Regions from separate parts of the Mus musculus genome. Here regions 1 and 3 are each linked to region 2. A link is a contact called in public HiChIP or PLAC-seq data. All regions are on one chromosome and are shown on one strand. Each heading gives the region's core, a stretch centred on a gene start, on an enhancer-like site or on the middle of the called end of the contact. The rest is flanking DNA. Distances are from core to core; before and after follow the strand shown.

Region 1 (3,986 bases), core at 1,318-3,817, 890 kb before region 2:
AAGAAAGGAGTCTGTCATTTCACCAAAGTACCGACTATAAGAAGGCGAACAAAGTTTCCCTGAAAACTACTGTGCTTTTTACGAAAGTATGAATGCTGATGAATTCTTTGCCAATTTGTAAAAATAGGCTCTATTCTACTTCCACGAACATTACCCACCTGGCATTTTATATTCTAAAATTTAGAATTATCTCATGCTGCAAGCAGTGTGAAAAAAAATCTTACTTGCTTACATACTCATGGATGGATATGTATGAAAAGAGAAAAATTGCATATTTTATGTGGGTTTTTTTGTCACTGTCACACAATACTATTCACCCAAATATGAACTAAAATATCAGCTAGTGTGTAATAAAAACAAAAAGAAAAATACTCTCATTTGAATCATCATTACTAACTTGTAAGTTAAAAGTGTGCGATTTCTTGTGATGGTCTGGCCTGAACTTTCAATTTTAAATTTGAAAACAAAGGTTTTATTCGGTGCATTCTAAAAGAAGTGATAGTACAATGTGTAAGAATTATCACAAAAATTGTGTGTGTGTGATAGAGAGAGAGACAGAGAAACAGAGAGACAGAAAAAGAGAGAGAAAGAGGCAGAGAGGCAGGCAGAAGGGAGGGAGGGACAGAGAAAGAGAAAGAGAGAAATGTCAGGGTACCGGTGCATATTTCTATGTGTGTTTATGTGGAGGCCCAAGGAGGGTGTTGGGTACTTGCTCCCGGCTTTATTGCCTTGAGACAGGCTCTCTCACTAAACCAGAAGGTTGCCGCTTCAGTTAGGCCATTAGTCACAGGGCTCCCAGGATCAGCCCATCTCTGTCCCTGAATTGCTGGGGTTACAGAAACATATCATCATGCCTGGCCTTTTTGTGGGGGCTGGGGATTTGTATGCAGGGCCTCACGTTTGCATAGGAAGCACTCTTAACCACTGAGCAATCTCTTCAACATTGTGCACACTACAGGGCTTTAAGCTATTTAATGGTGTAATATCACAAAACAGTATAAATAGACCATATAAAAACGTATTGAGGGATCTTGCAACCTTCAGACACACTGCCAAGCCAATGCCAGGCACCTCCTTAGCCCCAGCCTGAACTGATATTCAAAGCTAAAGGGGCGCTACCATTCTTCATGGAAAGGTACCTGAATTCAAATTTCAGCATTGTCAATCAATCTGGCTTCTCCTATCAAATGATTGTGTCTTTATTAACAACTGCTTACTAAGAGAGAAAAGGCTAGAAATGGATAGTAGGAAGCTTAAATGGCAACAAGCATCTTTGGCTAACTATAAGAGAAAAGTTTCCATGTATCAAAAGCCACTCTTCTTAGATGTCTTCTGACTTACGGTGTGCAGAGCCAAAAGCAGGCTCCATGCTGAACCACCCACCCCAAATTCACAGAGTTCAAAAAATCTCACACTAAGTAACTTCTAATTCTAGTTCTGAACTATTATCAGCAACAACAATAGCAACAGCAACAGCAACAGCACCTGTTAGGACCAACAGCTTTTTTGAAAGCTACCCAAGTACCAACCAAACTGCTTGTGCCAATTAAAAGCTACCTTGAAGAATCTGGTCTCAGGCAGAACAAAAGCTAGTCTCTGGTGGTGCTAAGCACAAGCCCCTTTTAAGGAATTCATTTGCTATACTTACTGCCCGCAGAAGCTAATCCATCTGTATATGTTCATCTCAGAAAAATCCCCAGTTTTAAAACTGTATTTGCTACCAGGGCATCCTTCAAATCGCCCCAAGCCCTTCGTTTTCACCTTAGTTTAGGAATCATTGTTTGTATCCATAGCCAAAGTGCACAGTAACAGCTCTACAATTTAAACAGAAATTCTTTTCTTCGGGTTTTGTGTTTTAAGTTCAAACTACTCTCCCTTATTCTCGTTTCCCCAGTTCTTCTGTCTACCTTGGAATCCGAGCACACTATGCAGCCAGCACAATGAACCACCGTGCCAGCAGTAGCAGTCTGCTGCACCTATCCAAGAATTCTTAAAGCATCCAAACACACACACTGTCTCCTGTGTAGCCTGGAGATCCCTATTGAGCTCATGCCAAGTGTCTGAAAAGTTGGACCCTGCATCCGGTATTTACACTAAGCTAAAATTCTAATCAGTACTAACAGCAGTATGTTTTAATTCACCCTATGATTTTATTTCAATCTGCTAAGTAGCACAACTGCCAGAATGCAATTGCTATAAACTTAAGTAAACAAATGCAAAACTAAAATAAATCTTAAACCTGTTGTATATAAAGTTTGTGCCACTTCATGCAAGCAGTACAAAAAGGCACAGCCCAAAAGTCTTAGTCAACACTTTTTGCTCTCGCTTAAAAAGCTCTTTGAAGAAAGTATTGCCTTGTCTAGTCTCCCCACATCTCTTCCAGAGAATTATCTGGTGCACACTAGATCAGGAAGAGGAAACGGCCATGTTATTTTACAATGGCTTTTCACCCCAGTGTCCCTCGAATCGTCTCCTGCCAAGCATGTGAAACAAGAAGTACTCGGTGACTCCTCGAATCTCTGGATGACACTACAAGGACTCGTGCCAAGGAGTTAGTGCCAAGTCTCGCATCTTTGGGATCCACCCCTCTTTCTGGGTGTTAGTTGCATGGGGGAAGGGACTGGCAGAAGTAGAACCTGACCAACAAATTCTGAGAAGTTGGTCACCATTTTGAACCTGCTCAGTGTGCTTAGATCTTGGCAGCCATCTTACAGCTTGGCAACCATTTTGAGGATTTGTTTGGCAAGCTCTCAGAATTCGCTGACACTGTTTAAATAGAATGCTGGTTTAAAATAGTCCATGCTAACCAATACAATGTGATAGCAGGTAAACAACAACAACAACAACAACAACAAAAACCCTCCAAAATACCAAAAAAACAAACAGCAACAACAACAAACCACCACCATCAACAACAAAACCCTCCTTATAAGCCTTGCCAACAAAACAATTTACATCTTCATTTGGGTAATGACATCTCAAATTCCTTAACTTAGAACACATTATGTAATGCAGCTGCTATTCTGTGTCCTTAAGCCGTTAGCAGACAAGCTGTTAAATGATGTTGGAGGCTCTTACCAGGAGCAGGTAAGGAAAAGAAAGGCAGACATGCTCGGCCCCCACAAAACCCACAAATATTATCAAAATGTTTCAGAGTCTGTTCAAAGGCAAGCTGAGAACTAGATTCTAGACAATGGCAACCGAGTGTCACAGACTGTACCCATGGTCTTATCTCATGAGCCCAGGGAAGTCTCAGTCATGTAGTACGAAACTCTCCTTGGGTAAGGAGACAACGTCCACCTCTCAGCCCAACAATAACTCTTAAGGCTCATCTAAACAGAGAAAAGGAAAACTTTGCAGATTTTGGTGTTTTTCAAAACATCTTTGGCTTCACTCTTTCACCTTTTAACATATTTAATTTTGAAGTATTTGATTACATAAAAATAGAAAACCAGAACAAAAACCAAACCAAACCAAACAAAAAACCCTACATTATCATTGAAAGCATTTCTTAATGTCTAACAACTTAAAATACAAGCAGTAACTGTGCACTGCTGGGACCGACATCGTTATAAAACCTGTACAGCTTCCTACACTGGTGAATTAAGTGAAATGACAGTGAGTGAAATTTTACAACATATGGAAAAGGAAAATGACAATCCAATAATCCGAAAATATCTTTTCATACTGAAATAAATAACACTTTACGGCACGATTCAGTAACTTCCTTTGAATGTTATGAATATTTAATAATTCCATATCAACACAGGGAGAAGCTTTATGATAAAAGGACCATATTGTTCATACTTTTGGGGGGAAAACAATCCCCAAACTATTCTTTTATTAGCCAACTATTATTGCCAAATCACAAACAGGACAATAAAGCCTAAAGAATTCTAAATTTTGTGATGGCCAAAGATAAAAGACTAGAGTTACTAAATAAAACGGCAACACATTTATTTAAATACCAGTGCTCCTTGGGGTGT
Region 2 (3,801 bases), core at 697-3,196:
AAGGAATGTAGAGATAGGACCAGAGGGAGTGATAACTAGAAAAAGCAGCTAATCTATCTTATCGTATCAGTCCTTGTTAACTGTGGTACCACTAGTAGCTAGGATTCAGTAAAATACCATGGCACTGTTCTCTTCAGCTGAAATGTCTGTCACCAGGACCTCGACTTTGATATTCAGAGGAGCACATGTCACAGTGTCCAAAGATCCACAATCATTAATGAAGTAAATCATAAAAGCAATGCATTTGTTCAAATTCTCAGGTCCAGCCATCACTTTCCTTCACAGGCATCCTTGTGCATCACCTATATTTATAAATTCTGCTGCCCCCTCCCATGCAACACTCTTGAGTGGTGGTTGCCTTATTTGTTGCAGTGTTTAAAGCCAGGCAATCTTCTTAGCCCAGATCAGCTGACTGAACTTGAATGAGTCCCTTTGCTTCTTTCAGCCTCAGCCTCTCCTCTGTTCGAGACTGCCCTGCGATGTAGTGAAGCATACGTTCAGGCTATAGGGAGAGGTGTATGGCTGATTCCATGTAAAGCACAGTAGCTTTCATGTAGTATTTTCCTCAGTAACTCTCTGAGGTTGGAGGCTCCCAACCCTTTTTAAAAATTTCTATCTGACCATTGGACTTCTCCTTGCATTGTAATTGTGTTTATCATGCTGGATATTGTGCAGGCTTCTATACACTTTTAAATGATTATATAGGATAGAGAGAAATCCCTATATTTTAATAAAACATTGATCATTGAGAATTCACCAGTTCTTAATTATTTTTGTTATCATGTTTATTATTATACTCCTGGAGGATTATGTTTAAAATATGCTAGAAACATTATAGAATCGTTTGGTAAGTTGTATCTCTTTCCTACTCTGTTTTCAGTGCCCTGACCTTCTTTTATGAAGCCTTCCCTAGAGGAAGTATTTATACTTTTGAGCCTGACAGAAACTGTAAGTAAGAAATTGATTCACTTTTTGCATTTGAATTAGATATTTGATAAGACTACATGGTGTCATCAAAGATTAAACTATATACAGGATACATCATCAAAAATTTCATATATTTATGAATATTTTCAGTATTCAAAGACTGTAGAAGGCTTCAGCAATGATCTGTCCCATGGAATTAATAAAGGAAGTTTGAGTGTACATTTCTATTGATTTACTTTATCATTCCTTGATAATATAAATAAAAACACCTTCAAACATTCCTAACACTGCCATCCTCATTGCAATGTTCTTTGCTGATCCCGATAGGAAGCAAACACATACACTGATTATGTCACATTAGGCTTGAGTTGCAGCACTAAGTTGGTCAGAATGACAAGAATTTAGCAAAAATGACTGAAGTGTGAGAATTATACCATAAACTTGCCTACTTCACAGGGTGGGTAAATTGAATCTACATATCAGAGTAAAATATAAATCTAGTTATGTAACCACATGTACACCCCCCCCCAGAGATGGTTATTAGATATGTGGTAGCCTACTACTGTCATAAGGACAAATCTAATGTGTAGCCATCTTCTTTCTGGCTCCTGAGCAGATAATAAACAAAGCCTGGGATCCAGATAGCAGCCAAAGAAAATTCCAAGCCACACAGTCTTGCCAGCATGGCTGTGCCATAACTGTGAGTCTCTGGCACCTGGTTACCTTGATCTGTCACAGGCTCAAGAGAATGTGTCATACCCCCATTCCCACTCCTTTAGCAAGGTTCAATGTCTTTGTCCAGCCTCAGCTTGTAAATAAAGTAAGAGAAACTCAGATTTACTGGCATTCGTAGCTGCTCACAGTTCAAGAGTTCTGGAAGGTCTTCTTTCCAGAACTTTGGTTTCTATGGGATGAGTGTCGTCCTGGCTGGTTTTTGGCTCATATCTAAGTGCTGGATCATCTCCATTCATCATTTCTGGGCTGGACAAGATTCTCTTGTCTGAGCTGTGGATGTCCCCTGCTGGAAATGGCTGTTCACTGCAGCTGAGGGAATTGGTACAATTGTGGCAGCTGTGGATGCACTTATGTGTGTCAGGACATCCTCCCTGGCTGATTACATGATTCCCACCAGGAACACAGTCAGAAAACTCACTCTGTGACCCTGCTCTTACACTCCTGCTTTATTGGCAATTTCACCTTCTAAGTTATGATAACCACTCCTTATAAAGCACGGTATGTGTTAATATGACAAGCTCTCAACATTTGTTTCTAAAATCCATAATCTTGTTGCATACAGAATGGATTATCTTATTTAAACTGTCACATATTAATAAATTCTGAGTGGAATTACAGAATTTTATATTGTAAGAGTTCAGGCCTTGAGAATAGGTGGCCCCCATTAGTGTAACTTGCACAGGATATTTGTTTTACTTGTCTTCTTGTCCACAGGGTGCCTCTCCTGATACAGAGAATACACAAAACCACTTGGCTGTGGTTTTTCATCCTCAGGTGCAATTTTTTTCTGCTCTTCATCTTTCATTCTATATGTGCTCATTTGCAGCATTCGTGCCAGTGGGCTTTGCTTTGTTCTGCTTTCTATGTATCTGATCAAAATCCTCTCCCTTTTCAAAGCCTGCTTTTTTTTTTTTTCATCAGAAAATTTAGGGAGCTTTACTAACTGACTTAATTTTCCTTCCAAATGTAAAGTGCTGCTGTGACAGGCATCCTATGTGAAAGACATTCTGTAGTCCATGTTTCTGGGAAAATTCTCATTGATGAAGGAAACAAAATTCAGTTGTGTACAACTTATAAGATTATAAGAGGTGAGAGTACAGGCTAGTTCTTGGTCTGGACTGTCATTTGGGAGCATACTTTTCAAGACAAAAGCCACTAATCACTTATCCAAGACATCAGAGGATGGGCAAAATCAACCGTCCAGTGTCCAGCTGAATCACAGTTGCTGATTGTTCCAGCCAGTTGGGAGTTTTCACCATGTGATCAGCCCAAAGGCATTTCTTCAGCTGCCAGCACAGAGGCTTGTCGAATCTGCTAAGAAACCAGATGCAGCAAATACATATCCTCTACAGCCTGGCATCTGGGGTTTGTGCCTGCCAGCTGAGGAAAAAAGCCTGGGCTGCATGGAGCTCAGGGTGGAGATGTGGAGATCATAGACAGAAAACAGTGAGATCATCACATGTTTCTCATTGTGCTAGAAAAAAAAAAACCCTATTGTTGGAGAGCATGTGAGAACTTTGTAAGAACCAGATTAAGTATGCCTGGATTACATGATGGAACAATTATATGCTGTGGACTAACACATATTTGTTTTACTGAAAGTCTGTTCCTACTATTTTACTTTTTTCGTATGCAAAAGCGCTTATACAATTGACTCAGTGCAACTGTATTCATCAAGCAATCCATCTTATTCATATATATTTATGTGTACATGATGCATGCACATCATGTATATGTCTTTATTCTTCTTAGCCCATTAGTTTTTCCCAGATAAGAACTTCAATGTTACCTTCTTACTACCATTGTAGACCATAAGTGACTGGGTATTCTGGGTAATACCCTTATTTTGTTTTGTTTAAATCCCTTTCCCATATAAATTATATAAATATTATTCATTAAACTCCATTCCTTTCAATACAGTTAGCCAAATGATTATTGAATACCCACCTATGCAAAATATGGTATGACCATGAGACTGAAGGAGCAAGGAATCCAAGAAGCTTATGACCACATGGATCAAAGCTGAGTGGCCAGAGCCAGTGATGGATAGGTGTCAAGAGCTTCAGGCAGTAAAAAAGAAGCCAAAACAGAGGATTTTTACTTTGTGTGCTATCTGTGGCTAGGGCTCACAGTAATGTG
Region 3 (3,999 bases), core at 1,047-3,546, 910 kb before region 2:
CACCCGTGCCTGGCATTTTCAAGGACTACATAAGACTGCTATGTAATCGGGGTTATTTTTCTTCCTCAAAACTTTTTCTTTTTATAATAGTTTTCTGAATAAGAAATTTGTGAAATATTAACTTTGCAGGAATTAGACTTTTGGCATCAGTGCTGGTATTGGAAGCCCATCTGTTTAGCCAGGATTGTGTACGATGATGTGAGTGTTTAGGGTGAGGAGCGAGTCAACTGTCTCTTCACCCACTCTCAATGTGTTAGCTTCTATGTGCACGAGGAGGCTGTGGAATGATGCAGTTTTAACATGTTGAGAAAAAAGTTAAATGGAATAAGTATTGTGAGATGACAGTTGGGGTGAGTCACTCCTTAGCTTTAAAACCCATGAATTCATTCACTCTAGGAGTAATAACACGACTCACTCACTAAAGTGTCAATCTTCCTAACAAGTGGGTTTCAAGGATCTTTTCCTGTGATGTAAGTGAAGTCAGTGATGGGAAAAGGTAGAAATAATTTCTCACATTTTCTTTGACAAGAGTCTATTACTGAAAAACACTAGAATGCCTATATAACCATTTGAATTTCATTTTTCCTATGAGAGGAGCATAGGGCACGTAATGATAACTTGTGATTTAATTCAGAACTCCTATTACTGATCAACCCGGCTGCCTATCCACTCCCAGGGAAACAAGGGCCTACGTAAAAAGTGTCACTGTAAAACTATCACGTGTCAGAATGTAAGCCCCCCTGTAACTAATAGATTCTTAGAGTTGTCTATATACTTGGAGATGAGGGAAACCAGCATCTATATGCTGAAGCGTTCCCATATATATCCATGTCATAACAGTAACTCATCCATGGAGAGGGATGCACAACAGAGTTAACCTCTTCTGTGTTCTTATTCATACAAACCATTTCTGATTCACGTAAGGACTAGGGCACCCTCTGCTGAGGGTGTGCTGGTCAAGTTTAGGAGCAACACAAAGTTCTTCTACTTGTATTTCATGTTGAAGAGACTATTAAATGATTTTTTTTTTTAAGAGCAGCATCTTAAAAACAAACTCAGTGATCTAACTTAACTTCCTGTATCTCAGTTTCTTCATCTATAAAATGGGAACGCTACTAATCATTTAACCTAACGGGACTGTTGCAAAGATTATAACAAACTCCCCACTTTGAAGTTTATCGATCACAAGTAACAGCGCGTTTCTGCCACCTAGGTCTTCTCATCAGGCAAGTTTTTCACTTTAAAACGTTAACTCCAACCTACATGTGACATGGTTCTGGTGTAACAGTATGAAAGCACGGTTCTGCAGAAAGTGTTCTAATTCCCACCTTGGGGGAGGGGTGTATCTTCAGTGATGGAAGTGTCTGCCTCATCTTGCTGTTTTTTATTCCAGACACTTGTGTGTAAAATGTGTTTATCAGGCAATGCTTTGTCCGAGCCTGGAAGTTGTCTCTGTAGTATCTGTAGAAGTCTTTGATACAAAATGTATGCAAACGATTTCCCATGAGCCTGGGGGGAGGGTGCTAAGGGGAAGGTACAAACTGATCCAAGGGATAGAAATCTTCATTACCTCACCAGCAAGAAGCTACCTCAAAAGTCAAGTCCTCTTCGCTAGTCTATGCTGCTGAGCTGCATCAGCTCAAGCTCTCACAGCTGCCTATGCCTCTTCTTCTGAGGAGACCTGGTGTTACTTCTGTCAGAGGGAGGCTCAGGCTGTGTGAAGGCCAATGGTGCCCATCATCCCTTGGGATATCAATGGCAAACCCCCTAGATCTCTGCACTTTAAGAAGGCCCACCAACAGAGACCACCACAAACCCTGGTAAACTTAAACACAACAGAACAAAACAACAATAATAATAATAAAAAAAAAACAGCTGTAACTATTTGTCCATCTTTTAAGAAAAAACAAAAGCAGAAACTTTCAATGGATTCCCTTGAAGGTGAACCAGATTTCTGACATGAAGGTGAACCGGAACTCCTAAGAGAACTGAGGAAAGATGTGTTGTAGTCCTGAGTCTAAATATCAAACCCAGGGAGCTGTTGAACAAAATAATTGCAGATAAATATCTCTTCTACACTTCTGTGACTTGTAATGGAATCCTTTTCCTTCTACTTCTAACATGACCAGCTATTCTTTAGGACAACGACAGAGGAAGAGGTAAACAGTATTTTCCTTTGCTTTTTCTTTTTTTCCCCTCTGGTTTTCAAGCTTTGGAACCCTTTGTGCAGGGACCGGCCTGGTGTAGCTAGCTTGTCCTGGTAGACAAAATAAACACGTCAGGGCTCCACTTGTTTGTATTCCCGTCAGTGGCAATGTATGCATCAGCAGCTAAAAACAAAGAAACTTTTTAGCCGCTCAGAAAATGCACAGGCTTCCCAAACAAGGGAGGGGAGGGGCAGGGGGAGAGGCGAGTGGGGGTGGAGAGTAGGGGTGGAGCATACAGAAAAGTCTGACAGTCCATTCAATATAGGGATGATGGCTATAATGCACCCAGGTCCCCTCGCTGATTAAATATGCATTGGCACAGTTTTGATCGATGCGAGCCATGGATCAGATGGCACACCTGCAAAATCTTGAGCACAGAGCTCCCAGGAAGAGGGAAAATACAGTCTTGTCTCCTTATCTTTGTTTTCAAAGGCTCTCAATTTCTGTGCTTAGATATCTAATTTAATTCTCTCACCCCTCAGCAAACTGGATTAGGGAAGTCAATACTGCCTTTGTGCATCGGCTGGAAAACACAGCTTTCCTCTTATTCAATTTAGCTATGACCTTTAGACAAAGATAATGACAACTGTCTAAAAGTCCAGTTAAGGTTTGAAGAGGAGGGTCCTGCCCCCAGGGTGGGGATCCCTAGGAATTTGGGGAGACCAAGGATGGAGGGTGACTGTGGCATTTTTCTCTCCTATCAAGGAAGAATGGGGAAAGGAGAGCTAAGGAGTAATGAATTCAGTCAAGCAGAAAGCATGGCGGGCAGGGATGAGACAACTAATCTCAAGTCACTGTGGCCCTGACACATCCAGATCAGAAAATAAGTCTATGACAAGCTGTGAGGGAGAAGGGAGGAGCAACAGTTTGTCTGAAAAGCATAGGCACTTAATGAGAGAGCGGCTGGTTATGCAGACAGGGTAAGCACGAAGGTTCCATCTCCCTAGATGCAGGAGTTCCCATACTGCTGAGAGATGGGACCAGGGAGATGGGCAAGCCAAAGATTCTTCAGAGTAGCCATGTTCACGCCACTGCTCTCAGCTGAAGGAGGAATGTGAGTGTACCATTTTTCCTGAAATGACACTGGCCCCGTGTCTTTTGTCTTTGGGCCTGGTCACTCAATCCACCCATTCATGAATTCAGCACCTACTATGCAGCTTCCACTTTCTATACTGTGGGGCAGACAATGAGGACAGGTAAGGCACTGACCCGCAAATGAGCTGAGTCAGTCAGGGCAATAACAGTGCAGGGGATTCTGTAACATCTCCCAATGGGATCCCATCTCCTGCTGCTTAAGGAAAAGAATCGACTGCACACTGTCACAGCTGTGTGTACTTCCTTACTGACAGTGGCCTCAGTGCAACTAAATGTACCTTGGTAACCTTAGTTACAGGGGTCTGGATCCTGACTGTTAGTAGCAAGGGCTGACTGAGGTGACCATTTCTAATAAAACAAAGAGAGTGTTAGGCAAAGTTAACACAGGTGAAAAGCTGGGTGTTCACCGCAAAATTGGCATTGATGCAAATGGTGTAAACTATTAAAATAATGTTTAAAAAAAACCAGACTGTGTCTAACAACAACAATTTCATGGGTGGTAGAAAATGGAGAGTATTCATCGATCTGATTGATTGGTTCATTCATTTCTCTTTCATAGAAATGGCAGTTTTGGCAGAGAGTTTTGTACAAGGAAATATGGATTCCAGCCCTTCCTGGTTTCTCTTGTGGCTGTGTGGGGTTGGGAAGGCCTTCGCCCCCTTTCCTTCCTCCTAACAGGTGACTCTCACGACTATGG

The links. HiChIP or PLAC-seq counts read pairs in DNA pulled down with a chosen protein or histone mark.
Region 1: an H3K27ac HiChIP or PLAC-seq map of stem cell-derived neural progenitor cells shows a contact between it and region 2, with 5 times the contacts expected there. The contact joins two enhancer-like sites. A contact is called at or near these places in 1 of 484 Hi-C or Micro-C datasets (cerebellum) and 1 of 115 datasets of contacts at active chromatin or transcription factors (stem cell-derived neural progenitor cells).
Region 3: an H3K27ac HiChIP or PLAC-seq map of stem cell-derived neural progenitor cells shows a contact between it and region 2, with 5 times the contacts expected there. The contact joins two enhancer-like sites.

Annotation. Positions count from the first base shown.
Region 1 is chr4:97,922,647-97,926,632 of GRCm38.p6, reverse strand. All of the region lies in intron 2 of Nfia (nuclear factor I/A), which reads right to left. Among named protein-coding and RNA genes, the nearest start is that of Gm40208, 13 kb to the left of the region's middle. Within about 2 kb of position 2,567, at least 57 of the 459 cell types and tissues checked have an H3K27ac peak or open chromatin away from gene starts, as enhancers often do. A contact at or near this core is called in stem cell-derived neural progenitor cells, where this site is marked.
Region 2 is chr4:97,035,991-97,039,791 of GRCm38.p6, reverse strand. No RefSeq gene overlaps it. Among named protein-coding and RNA genes, the nearest start is that of Gm27521, 120 kb to the right of the region's middle. Within about 2 kb of position 1,946, at least 11 of the 459 cell types and tissues checked have an H3K27ac peak or open chromatin away from gene starts, as enhancers often do. A contact at or near this core is called in stem cell-derived neural progenitor cells, where this site is marked.
Region 3 is chr4:97,946,823-97,950,821 of GRCm38.p6, reverse strand. The region is part of intron 2 of Nfia (nuclear factor I/A); the gene reads right to left. It overlaps Gm40208 (a long non-coding RNA gene), which reads right to left. Exons shown (of 2, transcript XR_867944.3): 2 at 2,203-3,999. Among named protein-coding and RNA genes, the nearest start is that of Gm40208, 11 kb to the right of the region's middle. Within about 2 kb of position 2,296, at least 26 of the 459 cell types and tissues checked have an H3K27ac peak or open chromatin away from gene starts, as enhancers often do. A contact at or near this core is called in stem cell-derived neural progenitor cells, where this site is marked.